4 separate regions of the Gossypium hirsutum genome follow, and regions 2, 3 and 4 are each linked to region 1. Evidence: chromatin contacts called from public Hi-C data. All regions are on one chromosome and are shown on one strand. Each heading gives the region's core, a stretch centred on a gene start, on an enhancer-like site or on the middle of the called end of the contact. The rest is flanking DNA. Distances are from core to core; before and after follow the strand shown.

Region 1 (2,784 bases), core at 175-2,674:
CACGATGCTTGGTCAAATTTATGTCATGCTGCAAACAATGTCCAACACAAAAATCCAGGGCGAAACAGTGAGAAGGAAACATCTTACCAATGTATAAGAGCCACTGACATTGAATCTTTTCATAATTCTTACAAAAAAGGGGAAACATGAGTTAAAAGACTGAGCCACTTTCTTCTCTTCAAATTCTCCTATCATCTGTATACAGCCACTGCCATGAAGGTTCAAGTCATCTTCTTTGCCAGTTATTTTCAGGATGGTTCCATCTGTTTCAAGAGATCAGAGACTCTGTCAAGTGGAATTTATGTAATGTAAACAACCAGTGAAGTTCCAATAAGAATCGGAATGAACATCCACAAGCATGCACAATTACAAAGGCATGAAATTTCTCACATTGAGTTTCTACGTAAAGCAAATTTAACACAAATAAGTGGTATCTACGCTAACATAAGATAATGAGAACTAAACAAGAATACACATACATTGATACCATAGTTCTTACTTAGTGTTTATTAAAACAAGTTTTTATTCTTACATCATAGAAAACTGTCAAATCAATGATAAAACAACAATTCATATACAAATCTCAAATGGGAGAGGTTGATTTCTTTACCATGATTTTCATCACAGGAAGTTAATCCTTGACAACTTGTGGTAGCAAGAATCAGCTCACGCCCACAATGTTCTTCATCACGAACGGACTCCGAAGAACTCTGTCTGATTCTCTTTAACAACTCTTCACAATCTTGATCCAATGAAACATCCTCCTCCTCCCTATATCTCTTCTGCCCCAAAATTCCATTAAACACGCTACCAGCTTGACTGCATTTACAATGAAAAGCAACTTCTTTCTCGCAACTGCTTTGATCAAACACTTTGACATCGAAAACCAAGTCACCATCATACCTAAAAACCAAAAAATCACCACATTCTAGGCTATGGTCTGCGACGAAATCAGCCCATCCTTCATCAAATAATAAGTCATCATTTCTTTGAACTAATCTAACATTCCAACTATACCCACTTGGTCCTTTTAACAAAACTGACGCAGAAACTCTTCCCTCCAAGTTTCTATTAAATCCCACTGGAATTCTCTGTTAAAATATCACCCATCACTCGAAGGTAAATAAAACTAACTAATCTAAAATGGAATTCATAACAATATTTACACTAAACCCTAATTTGAATAGGAAAAAAAGAAGGGGATAAAATACCAGGCTGTTAGCACTTGAAGTAGAGGAGAAGACATTGAGAAAATGCGGTCGCCTCAGTTTTGACATCGCTGTTGCTGGCTTTGATATGCTTTAGACTCATCGACAATGTTAATTCGGACCCATATTTTGAACCTTCTGAAGCGGAAGAGAGTTTTTGTTTTTATTTTTCTTAGAAACCTGTTGTTTGGATTGGGTTGTTATCTTATCCGAGTTGGATGCGGTTGCGTCACACGTATCTTTTTGACTCATTGATCAAAGCGAGTTTCTTTCAATCAATCATACCAGCGCGTTGAAATGAAGCTGATTGTTATTAAGTGAAACCTGCCATGTCAGATGTGAGCGAGCTTTGGATCCGACCCTATGCAATTTCTATAGTTGTTAAGGCCCAATTTTTATAAATTCCCCAGGTATAGGCCCAATTATTTATGTGTAGATTTATTAATTTAATTTTAGTAAATTTATTAATGATCAAATTTAATTTCTATATTTTTAAAAAAAAGTTTTTCACCCCTATCAACCATAATTGGAGTGTGATAGTTTGACTTTTTTTTCTAAGTCTAAAAAAAATATTACTTTAACCATTAAACTTACATTATTTATCAAATTATCCAAAATAGCTAAAAATATTAGTGTTTGTTAATTTTGCTTACATGACATGTACGTGAATTGTTACATGTATGTTATATTAACAATTAATTAAATTTTTTAATAATTTTAATTTTCTAAAATGATTTTTATTTTTTAAAATTTTTAAATGATTAATTAATTAATAATGTGACATCCACATAATAAACCACGTATATGTCATATTAGCAAAGCTAGCAAATACTAATATTTTCATCTATTTTAGGATAATTTGACAAATAACGCAAGTTTAAAACTAAAAATAATGAAAAAATAGATCAAAAACTTTTTTCTATAAAATTAGAGTGTCAAATAAATTATTATTAATTTTTTTAATCATAAAATTTTATTAATATGGCTTTCATTCAAAAAAAAATCTTACAAGTTAGAGGTGTTTATAATGGCTTACACCACAGGATTAACTCAAGAATACAGACAATGCAAGATCCATTCATTTTTAGTATCATGGCATGGAACTTATACTGTTACGGTTATCAATTCTCGTATAAGAGGCAACCGAGAAGTTAACTCTTTATAAATCCTTTCATCACTATTGTAGCATATCAGTGATTGACTAGTGACGGATTAGTAACAAAAATCACATGTAAAAAGCAACCACTCAGAACGACGGATTTCTAACAAAAAATGTGACAGGAATCATATTCTGTCACAATTACGGTCATAATATTTTGGGATTATCTCTCAACAACCCATTGTAACAGAAATTATTATACATAATGACAAATTTTGTAACAGACTTGTGACGGATTTAATTAATTAAAATTATTTTTTAATAGACTTACATATTTAATTAATTACTTTTAAAATAAATTTATAAATTTATTTTAACAAATCATATATAATATAACAAGATACATAGATTACATATACTATAAGTGGTACACTCTTTTTTTTCATTTAATTTTTATAATTATAATTAAATATATTT
Region 2 (2,784 bases), core at 76-2,575, 510 kb after region 1:
TGGGAAAGCAGTAGCTATTGTTTGAACATAAAAGAGTCCAATGGGATATTCTTAGTAAAGTGGGCTCCCTACCTGGCTGGACTCAGTCAACCAGCCTATCACACAACTTGCTGGTCCTTGCAAGTTGGAAAACTGAAGATTCTAGGTCCCTTATTTCTACCATGCGTGTGGACTGTTGTAACATGCAGGACAGCGTGAATTTGAAGTGCTCTGGTTCGCAACAGTGAAATGGTCCTACACTAAGTTCTTTGTTTCTGTGAAAAGCTGAAGGATGATATTGATTTCAGATGGAAAAACACTTTTCTAGTACTATTATTGTTTCAAAATGGATGCTTTTTCTACAGAAATGATTAATCAAGGTTTGATCTATGGATAGGTTAAACATGGGAGTTCTACATCGGTGTTGTACTGAAACTATCGTCAAGCTTCTTTATACAATCATATTTCCCAAAGATTGAGTATGCAAATACTTCTCTTTTTTGCATATACTCAAGCTTATCATATGCAGACCATGTGATGCAGTAAATGGCAGATGTTATTGCTATGGCATATTCAGTTTTGATTTAATATGACATTTTCTATACCCATGCAAATAAACTCGATACCTATCTGTTGATTCAGAAGTATAGATAAATTTGATACCTCCATTTAACCATAAAACGAGAGGCTTGTCGGAAGAATTTTGTGGTGACTCCACAAAATAATAGAACAACGCTCGATCAGCTATAGGGTCTACCGTTACATAGCCTGCATATTGGTCAAAATCCACTCCTTCAGGTTGTCCCGGCAGTGCGTTGATCTTATCACTTTGCATCATCCCTTTCTGGGATCCTACATACACTGGAGAGTTGTGACTATCTTCTTGATCATTTAGTAGAGCCCATGATTCAGGGTGTGGAGATTTGCGAGATTCGATCAACCTGTTGAGATTGCCAATCTGGTTTCCCTTGCATGAAATGAGGAAAGTTGTAAAGTAGCAAGACAACACAAGCAGCAAGTATTTAATAGTAACTTTCATGGTGGCCTCTGGACTCAAGAGCTTATGCAAGCTTCTAATAGTATTAAGTATGTATGCAAGCCAATATTGATGCTAATTTATACTGGCAGAGGATAATTTTCCATTTTGTAGCCAAGTCACAGCTTGATGCACTTGCTAACAAATCTACTGGGGCCTGGGGCCAGCTTGATATGTATTCCTGTTGTTGTTTGGGAATGAAAATTAACCCACGTTGAAATTTGGTGAGTGTGGTTTTCAACATTCAACCCTTTGTTACAAAGTTAACATTACATTTCCGGTTAATATGATATATCAATTAGCAAAATACATTTATCATTCTCTCAACGGTCGAACCTTCGTGCGGATGGCGGAAGCTTTCCGTTTAGGAAGGACGAGAAGAGCACCAGGGCCCAGGCTTGCTGGTAACTGGGAACAGAATGTCCAGCTCCTCTTACTGTTACAAATATTAAGTTCTGATATCCAACAGCATACCCTCCAACCTTGACAAAAACCAGCTAGATGATTAGCTTGATCACACCTTTGATTCATTTTCTAATAGCAATAATTAGATTAGTGAAATTCAGTTCAAACTCTTACCTCCCCATGGAGGTACCAAGGATACCAGGCAGTCTTAATGCGCATCCCCAGTTTGTTTATGGCATATTTGCTACATAATAGAGGCAGGGCACCATCTGTGTCACCACTGACATAATACCATTAAACTTGATTAGAAAGTTTTTAACTTTGATTCTTGTTTAATGAGCTATCAATGTTTTTATCCAAGGCTATGAAATTGGACTTAGTCAAATGACTAACTTGTAGATCCAAACCCGAATTCCACTGTCCATTACTTCCTTAATGATTGGCAAAACTGTTAATGGAATGAATATAAATTTTCGAGCAGGAATGGAAAGCCGAAACCTATTTCTTAATTCTCAGTAAGCAGAAGTGGAAAAAAATACTAGGAACATTCTATTCACCAACTTGGTATATAAGGTAAGTGGAAGTTGAGGAGGAATTGCATAAGGGAGCATAGAGGCATACATGTTACCAGCAGCATCATTTGCTTTATCCCCAAATCCTAAGCAAACTTTGGATGATAAATTTAGAGTAGAATAATCGCAGTTCAATGCAAGTCCAGTGTATATGTCATCAGACGTAAGGGCGTGCGTCCATTAGAAATCCACTGCTCCTCTCATAATTGTTTCAAAATCAATAGAAGCATTACCTATCTAATACATCAATAACACCCCCCCTGTTAACATTCATTTCATGACAACATAAATATATAAGAACATTCTTACAGGAACTTACTGCAATTCCTTTTAGATTGATTATAGTTTGATTGGTGTGTTGATTATTTTGGAGTATAGTGTGAGCAAGCTGGGGTACATAATGGCCTGCATAACTCTCTCCTGCCAGGAAAAATTCCCTGGTTTTGTATTCAGGAAATCTTTGGAGCCAGTAAACAAGAAAGGTATAGGAATCTTGGGCAGTTCTTAAATCTCCACTTGACTTATAGTCTGAGGTTCTATTTGAGTAAGAGAATCCGACACCGGCAGGCGATTCTAAAAAGATGATGTTAGCATATTAACACACAAAATGTTAGTCAATGATTCATTTTCAAGGAAACCCCTGATAATTTGGCGGTTATGTAATGCAAGAAACCCACCCTTATTCCATGCGTATTCATTTCGATGCAAGGTTTTACCATCTTTTTCTACTCTAAATGGGCCAAGTTCCATCATAGCTCCATTTCCAATTGAAGAGCAACCAGGCCTTGCCCA
Region 3 (2,784 bases), core at 73-2,572, 460 kb after region 1:
GTGAAAAAAGAATCATAAGTTGAAAAAGAATTCTATACTTACTGAAAGATTCTTATTTTTGAAAGCTTTTAGATGTTCTTATGCCAACCACCTCACTATTTTATAACAATGACCTGATTTCAATGGAATATTTTATATCTTATTCTAAAAGCATATAAACTAATTGAATTAATAATATAGGGTTAATCTTCATCAATGTTAGAAATGCCCTTTTCGTTTCTGATTTAAATAAAGGTGAAAAATTGTCTAAGGTAAACTAAATTTTTAGTTATTAAATTATAGGTAAGTTTTTGTTTTGATCATTGCATTATTCAAAAATTTTTATTTAAAACATCGAACTATTTAAAATTTTTTTTTATTTAAATCACTGAGATGTTAAATTTAAAAAAAAAAAGTTTCACCAACGAGCTCCAAACGACGATTCAACGACCAGTATAGTGGATTAGTACTCATTGACGAGTAAAAAAACATATCTTAGATTTAAGTCAATAACGGTCAGTGTAAAAAATTGGAAAAAAAAAAACTATTTAAATTTTGATTCGCAAATTCATTACATCCAAATTTGTTTCATAAAGAAAAACTAAATTGTAGAGGAGAAGGGAAAAGAGAGCTTTTGATTGGTGCAAACATGTGAACAAAGAAAGCCATATAACATCAATTTTAATAATCTAGTGAAAACTTTTAAATGGTCTAATAACCAAATTATAACTTAATTTTATTCAAATAATGAGAAGGAAAATTTACCGATAGAGAAAAATATTTGAAAGTGAAATTACTGCTCAGACGGCTTTGATGGTTTACAAAGGACAGCTTCGATCTTTGGGAATCTTTTAATTTGTTTCTTTCCTTTTGGAGTTGAATAACCGTCCTCTCTTTTGATGCTTCCATGTTGTTTCTTGGATTACATCCAAAGGAATGATTCATGGATAGTCAACTTTTGAGGCCCATGTCTATATTATGTGAAAAGCAAAGCCCAATTAAAGATGCAAGGAAAATGAAGTGTTCAACATAAATACACAAAACCAGTGTTTAGGCATACAGAAATCCTAATACTTTATGCTTGTGTTTAGGCATTATTCAGATATATTTTTAGGTGGCCATTAATCTAGTAGATTCTCTAGTGTTTTTAGGCCCACACAGATGTCTCTATACAGATACAGCAGCTACAACTCTAAAGTCAAACTCTAATAAATAGATGCCGGTCCTGCTGCTATTTATGTACCATCTAAATGAACAACCATTGCCAGCCACCCCCATGGACCGACCGACAAATGTGATGAAATTCAAGCTTGCTTAATGCTTTCATATTGTATGCATCATCTTTAGGACCCCACTTCTCACCGTCCCTCTAAAACTCAGACCCATTATCATGCAATTGTCTGTCCTCAATGTTGTACCAGGGCGACACACAGATCGTTTGTTTCTGCCTTTTTTTGAGGCGTGCAAGTCATGGGTAATTCCCCCCTATAAATTATTTTGGCCTTTTTTGTTTCTTTCCTAGTTTCCTTCCTGGTCCCGTCCCATTCCCACCTCTCTTTTTCTTTATACCTTCCATCCCTATATTCCTTGGGACTTCTGAATTTAATCCCTCCACTTTCCTTTCATTTAATTTAGTCCGCATACTTGTTTGATTTGAAAATTAAAAACCAGTTGATAACACTGTTAATCAATTTTCATTAAATTCAAATATGTAGCATTTTAATATTCAAATATTTGATTTAAAAATTAAAGTAAATTAATAACGAATATTCAAAATAATAAAATTATCAATTGGACTTTAATTTTTAAATCAAAACTAAAATTTTGAAACTGAAAGTAAAGTGATTAAATTGTATTGATACTATCTACAAGGGAGGAGATATGGAGAAGATAAAGAGGAGTATGCGGTGATGTTAAGGAAGCTGATTCACCTAGGGAGGTGGAAAGCCAAAAATAGAGAAGAGGATAGGTTGATTGCTGGAACAGGAAGAAATTGCTCAAGGTAACTTAAGGGCTCAAAAGATCAATCTCTTCTTCTTCGTTAGGAAGGTATATATAGGAGAGGTCATTTTGTCCTATAGTGTGACGTGGTAGGTTGTTATGGCAAACATGCTAACAGTGTACGTGGGGTGCGGGCATAGAGGTCCCAAGCAATACGAGGTTGTTGTTACTCTCTGGTGGGGTACACTTGTCGTTAGAGGTGTGTTCATGCTTGAGAAGTGTTTACACCTAAAAAACAGGTGCCTGATGAGGTTACTTGACGAGCGGGTTGCCTTGTCATAGGAGTGGGTGGACAAGGCCACCTTTAAGCGGGATCAAGTGGCTTGGCTTGGCTTGGGAGGATGTCCAAGCAAAGAGAGGCCAAGTGAAGAGAGGTAGGGGTGAGTGCTCGATCAAATCGAATGAAAAAATTTCGAGTTAATCGAACTGACGAATCTTATTTAATCATCTTAACTCAATTTGAAATTTTCTCGAATCGAGTCGAGTGAGATAGAATTTGAATCAAATCAAATCGAATATATTTATTCGAGTTAAATTAAAAAAAATGACTTTGGGTCCTTATAACCATTGTCACCCACCATAATCAAATTTGCCCACCGTCATCAAATTTGTTATTAACTTTCATCCCCTCATAATTTATTTATTAAAATTTTATATACAAGTTAGTTTATTTGCTTACTTAATTGCTTCAATTATCTTTTAATTCTTGTTGTTGACACCATTTTTTGGATGAAAACGGGGTCGACTTGGATTTTGAAAATGAAAATTAAAACGGGAGTCGCCCCCAATCCTTTTAAATAAGGT
Region 4 (2,784 bases), core at 207-2,706, 370 kb after region 1:
TTAAGTTTTCAAGTAATTGTCGCTACAAATTAAGTATGAGGTTTTCATTAAAAATAATTTCAGTGGGTACGTTTATAAGAGAATTTAACTTAATATTTTGACATGTTTGAAGTGTTCTTTTTTTTTAAATGAGACAATAAAGTTTTAACTTGCTGGAATTGGTTCTTCAAAACACTAGTACTTTCTTTTATTTAGTGATGTGACCTCCATAATCTGACTATAACATCTAGGTCGAGTTTGGGGTGTCACAAAATTAGAATTAAAATTTTAGTTCAAAATTAAATTTTAGTTTGAAAAGCAACTAATTTATCAAATTTTACTATTCAAAATCAAATTTTTATGTGTTTTAGAGGGGCAGTAATTGCAATTATGAGTTTAGTCAAATTAAAGAAGCACAAGCAATGGAAGAGTGTCTTAGTCTGATGAACAAAATTTTGCCTACGATGAACAATATGATTGTTAACAAATTCATGGATTGCAATAAACACTTACAGGGTCATCATAACCCAATTGTTGTGGCTTTCTCAACATTATTAGATTTAGGCATATTTTGGGTTTCTATAAATATAGAGTATAAATTTTTTTAAGAATTATGATTAAATTTATACAATGTTTAAATAGTAATTGTTAAATTTATTATCATGTCAATTTTAAAATTGTCATATTATCTTTCCGTCATAAAGTTAACAACAACTAATAAAATTGAACAAAAATAAAACAAACGTAATTAGTTGGGTGATAATTTTTTGTCAAATCATGTTTGAGGTAAAAGTAACATAAAAGCCTATGTATTAGGAATTAGATTATATTTTGGTCCATGTATTAAAAGTGGACAAATTAGTTCTTGGACATTAGATCAAAGAGAAATTGATCATTTTGTTATAACTTTCATTCATTTCTATGGTTAAAAATTGATTCTTGTACGTCAGCTTAAGATACATATGGCATACCACGTGTCATTGTCTAGTAATTTTGTCAGTCACTCCAATTTTTAACAATAGAAAGAGATGAAATCTTAACAGAAATGATTACTTTGCTCTTTGATCTAATGTATAATAATTAATTTGCCCATTTTTTTATTAGAGGGAACAAAATACAATCTAACTCTTAATACAACTACTTTTATCTAGGTTTTAATAACAGAAATAATTGGCATTGTGCTCAACTACCTGTATTTGTTTAGTTTTGAATAATATAAGGACACAACTACCTCATTTATTTTGAGAGGGACTAAATTGTATACCTTACAATTTATGAAAAAAATAGTTAACACCATCTTGAAATGTCCTTTTTTGCTAACTTTTAAATGCTTTAAAAACAATTTATTTTGAGAGAACTAGATATTTACTGGTATTGGCTGAGAATGAAATTGAATTTAGCCCATTGTATAGCATAGTCCACAGTCCAAAATACCATTGGAGCTGAAGGCAACAACCTGCCAACCAAGGATCCAATTGATATAATCTTGCTAGGCCTTTTTAGTAGAAGCCAGGCCAGGATAAAGAGTGGGTCCTCCTAAATCCATACAACTCATGGAAACCACAGTTCAAGCTCTCAACTTTACTGTATCTGTAGTGTTGTGGGCTCTAAAAGCTCCATCGTGGCACCAGAGAAAACTGGTGATCCTTCCTTAAATCATGCCGAAACTGCTATTCAACTTGTTAATGATGGAGGGTGAATGTATATGACACGGTTTAATGAATAAAACTGCAGATTCTTTCTGCGTGTGCATCTGAATCTTGCCATCTCACTAATGATTTTGAGCATGTGCTGGCTGCTCTGCTTCTTCATTTGTTTCTAAAATGATTTGATTCAGAATCTTCATCATCACTATTTTTTATTTAATTAGACCAAAAACAAATTTTCAATTTTAAATTTAAAAACTGCTCTTCAGCTTGGTACGCTGTTTTATTGGGTTATCATCTGTGGAGACCAATATGATCAACACATTACTTGTTTCAGCCATTAAAAGACATTAATCAAATGGCTGAGCACATCAAGAAAATATCATATATATATATATGTATATATGAGATTATCTCGTCATATTGGTTAAATAAAGCATGTAAACACCAACAAGTGGATGGAAAAAATGACGGATTTCTTCTCTAAATATTTGAATTAAGTTTAAATCAAGAAATAGATATAGTTAAAAATACTTTATTTAAATATATTAAAATTAATTTTAGGCCATAAAACTGAGAAGAACCATCTGTAATTATACCTAAAAATAAAAATAAAGCATGTACCTAATAATTATTTCTTTAGATAAATTTACCAATAATTGTTAAATGTAATGGTAAGATACATTACACTCTTAAGAAAGAAAACATGTTTAAATATTAAAAACAATATTATTAAAATAAGCAAACACGAATCTTAAACATAAACTATAAAATTTACCCAAAACATAAAAATAAAAAAACTATATTCGAACCCTAGAGGGCAAAGGGAACTGATTTATTCGTATATTTACCTTGGCATAGATTCCTACCACCAGCTTTTGCGCTTACTATTTGTCCTTGTCATCATTTTTAGGATTCTTCAAGTAAATTTCTATATTTAATCCAATTCTGAAACTGCTCCCACGTCTTTCCCGTTGTTCACCAGTATGCAACAAGCAAATCTATAAAATTTCAATCACCCTGTTTATATACGAATAGAAAGAATAAATTAATACTAAAATTATATTTATATGGTCAACTGAGTGTTAACTTGATTCTTATCACTATTATTGTTTGTGCAAAAAGACGTAAATTTAAACGCGTTTATTCTCTTAGTTAA

Evidence for each region. A called contact is a pair of places that touch in the nucleus more often than the background predicts.
Region 2: a contact with region 1 is called in a Hi-C map of leaf, with 2.3 times the contacts expected there. The contact joins the promoter of LOC107910733 here to the promoter of LOC107910729 in region 1. A contact is called at or near these places in 2 of 34 Hi-C or Micro-C datasets (leaf and petal).
Region 3: a Hi-C map of leaf shows a contact between it and region 1, with 2.2 times the contacts expected there. The contact joins the enhancer-like site here to the promoter of LOC107910729 in region 1. A contact is called at or near these places in 2 of 34 Hi-C or Micro-C datasets (both in leaf).
Region 4: a contact with region 1 is called in a Hi-C map of hypocotyl, with 2.7 times the contacts expected there. The contact joins the enhancer-like site here to the promoter of LOC107910729 in region 1. A contact is called at or near these places in 8 of 34 Hi-C or Micro-C datasets (anther, callus, hypocotyl and 2 more).

What each region holds. Positions count from the first base shown.
Region 1 is chrD02:20,516,517-20,519,300 of Gossypium_hirsutum_v2.1, reverse strand. LOC107910729 (B3 domain-containing protein Os11g0197600) reads right to left here and starts at 1,424. Exons shown (of 6, transcript XM_016838695.2): 1 at 1,212-1,424; 2 at 611-1,091; 3 at 88-263. The coding sequence starts at 1,277.
Region 2 is chrD02:20,005,338-20,008,121 of Gossypium_hirsutum_v2.1, reverse strand. LOC107910733 (serine carboxypeptidase 1) reads right to left here and starts at 1,325. Exons shown (of 8, transcript XM_016838701.2): 1 at 643-1,325. The coding sequence starts at 1,018.
Region 3 is chrD02:20,052,294-20,055,077 of Gossypium_hirsutum_v2.1, reverse strand. No RefSeq gene overlaps it. Among protein-coding and RNA genes, the nearest start is that of LOC121214878, 19 kb to the left of the region's middle. Within about 2 kb of position 1,322, at least 4 of the 9 cell types and tissues checked have an H3K27ac peak or open chromatin away from gene starts, as enhancers often do. A contact at or near this core is called in leaf, where this site is marked.
Region 4 is chrD02:20,151,498-20,154,281 of Gossypium_hirsutum_v2.1, reverse strand. No RefSeq gene overlaps it. Among protein-coding and RNA genes, the nearest start is that of LOC107910731, 19 kb to the right of the region's middle. Within about 2 kb of position 1,456, at least 4 of the 9 cell types and tissues checked have an H3K27ac peak or open chromatin away from gene starts, as enhancers often do. A contact at or near this core is called in hypocotyl and leaf, where this site is marked.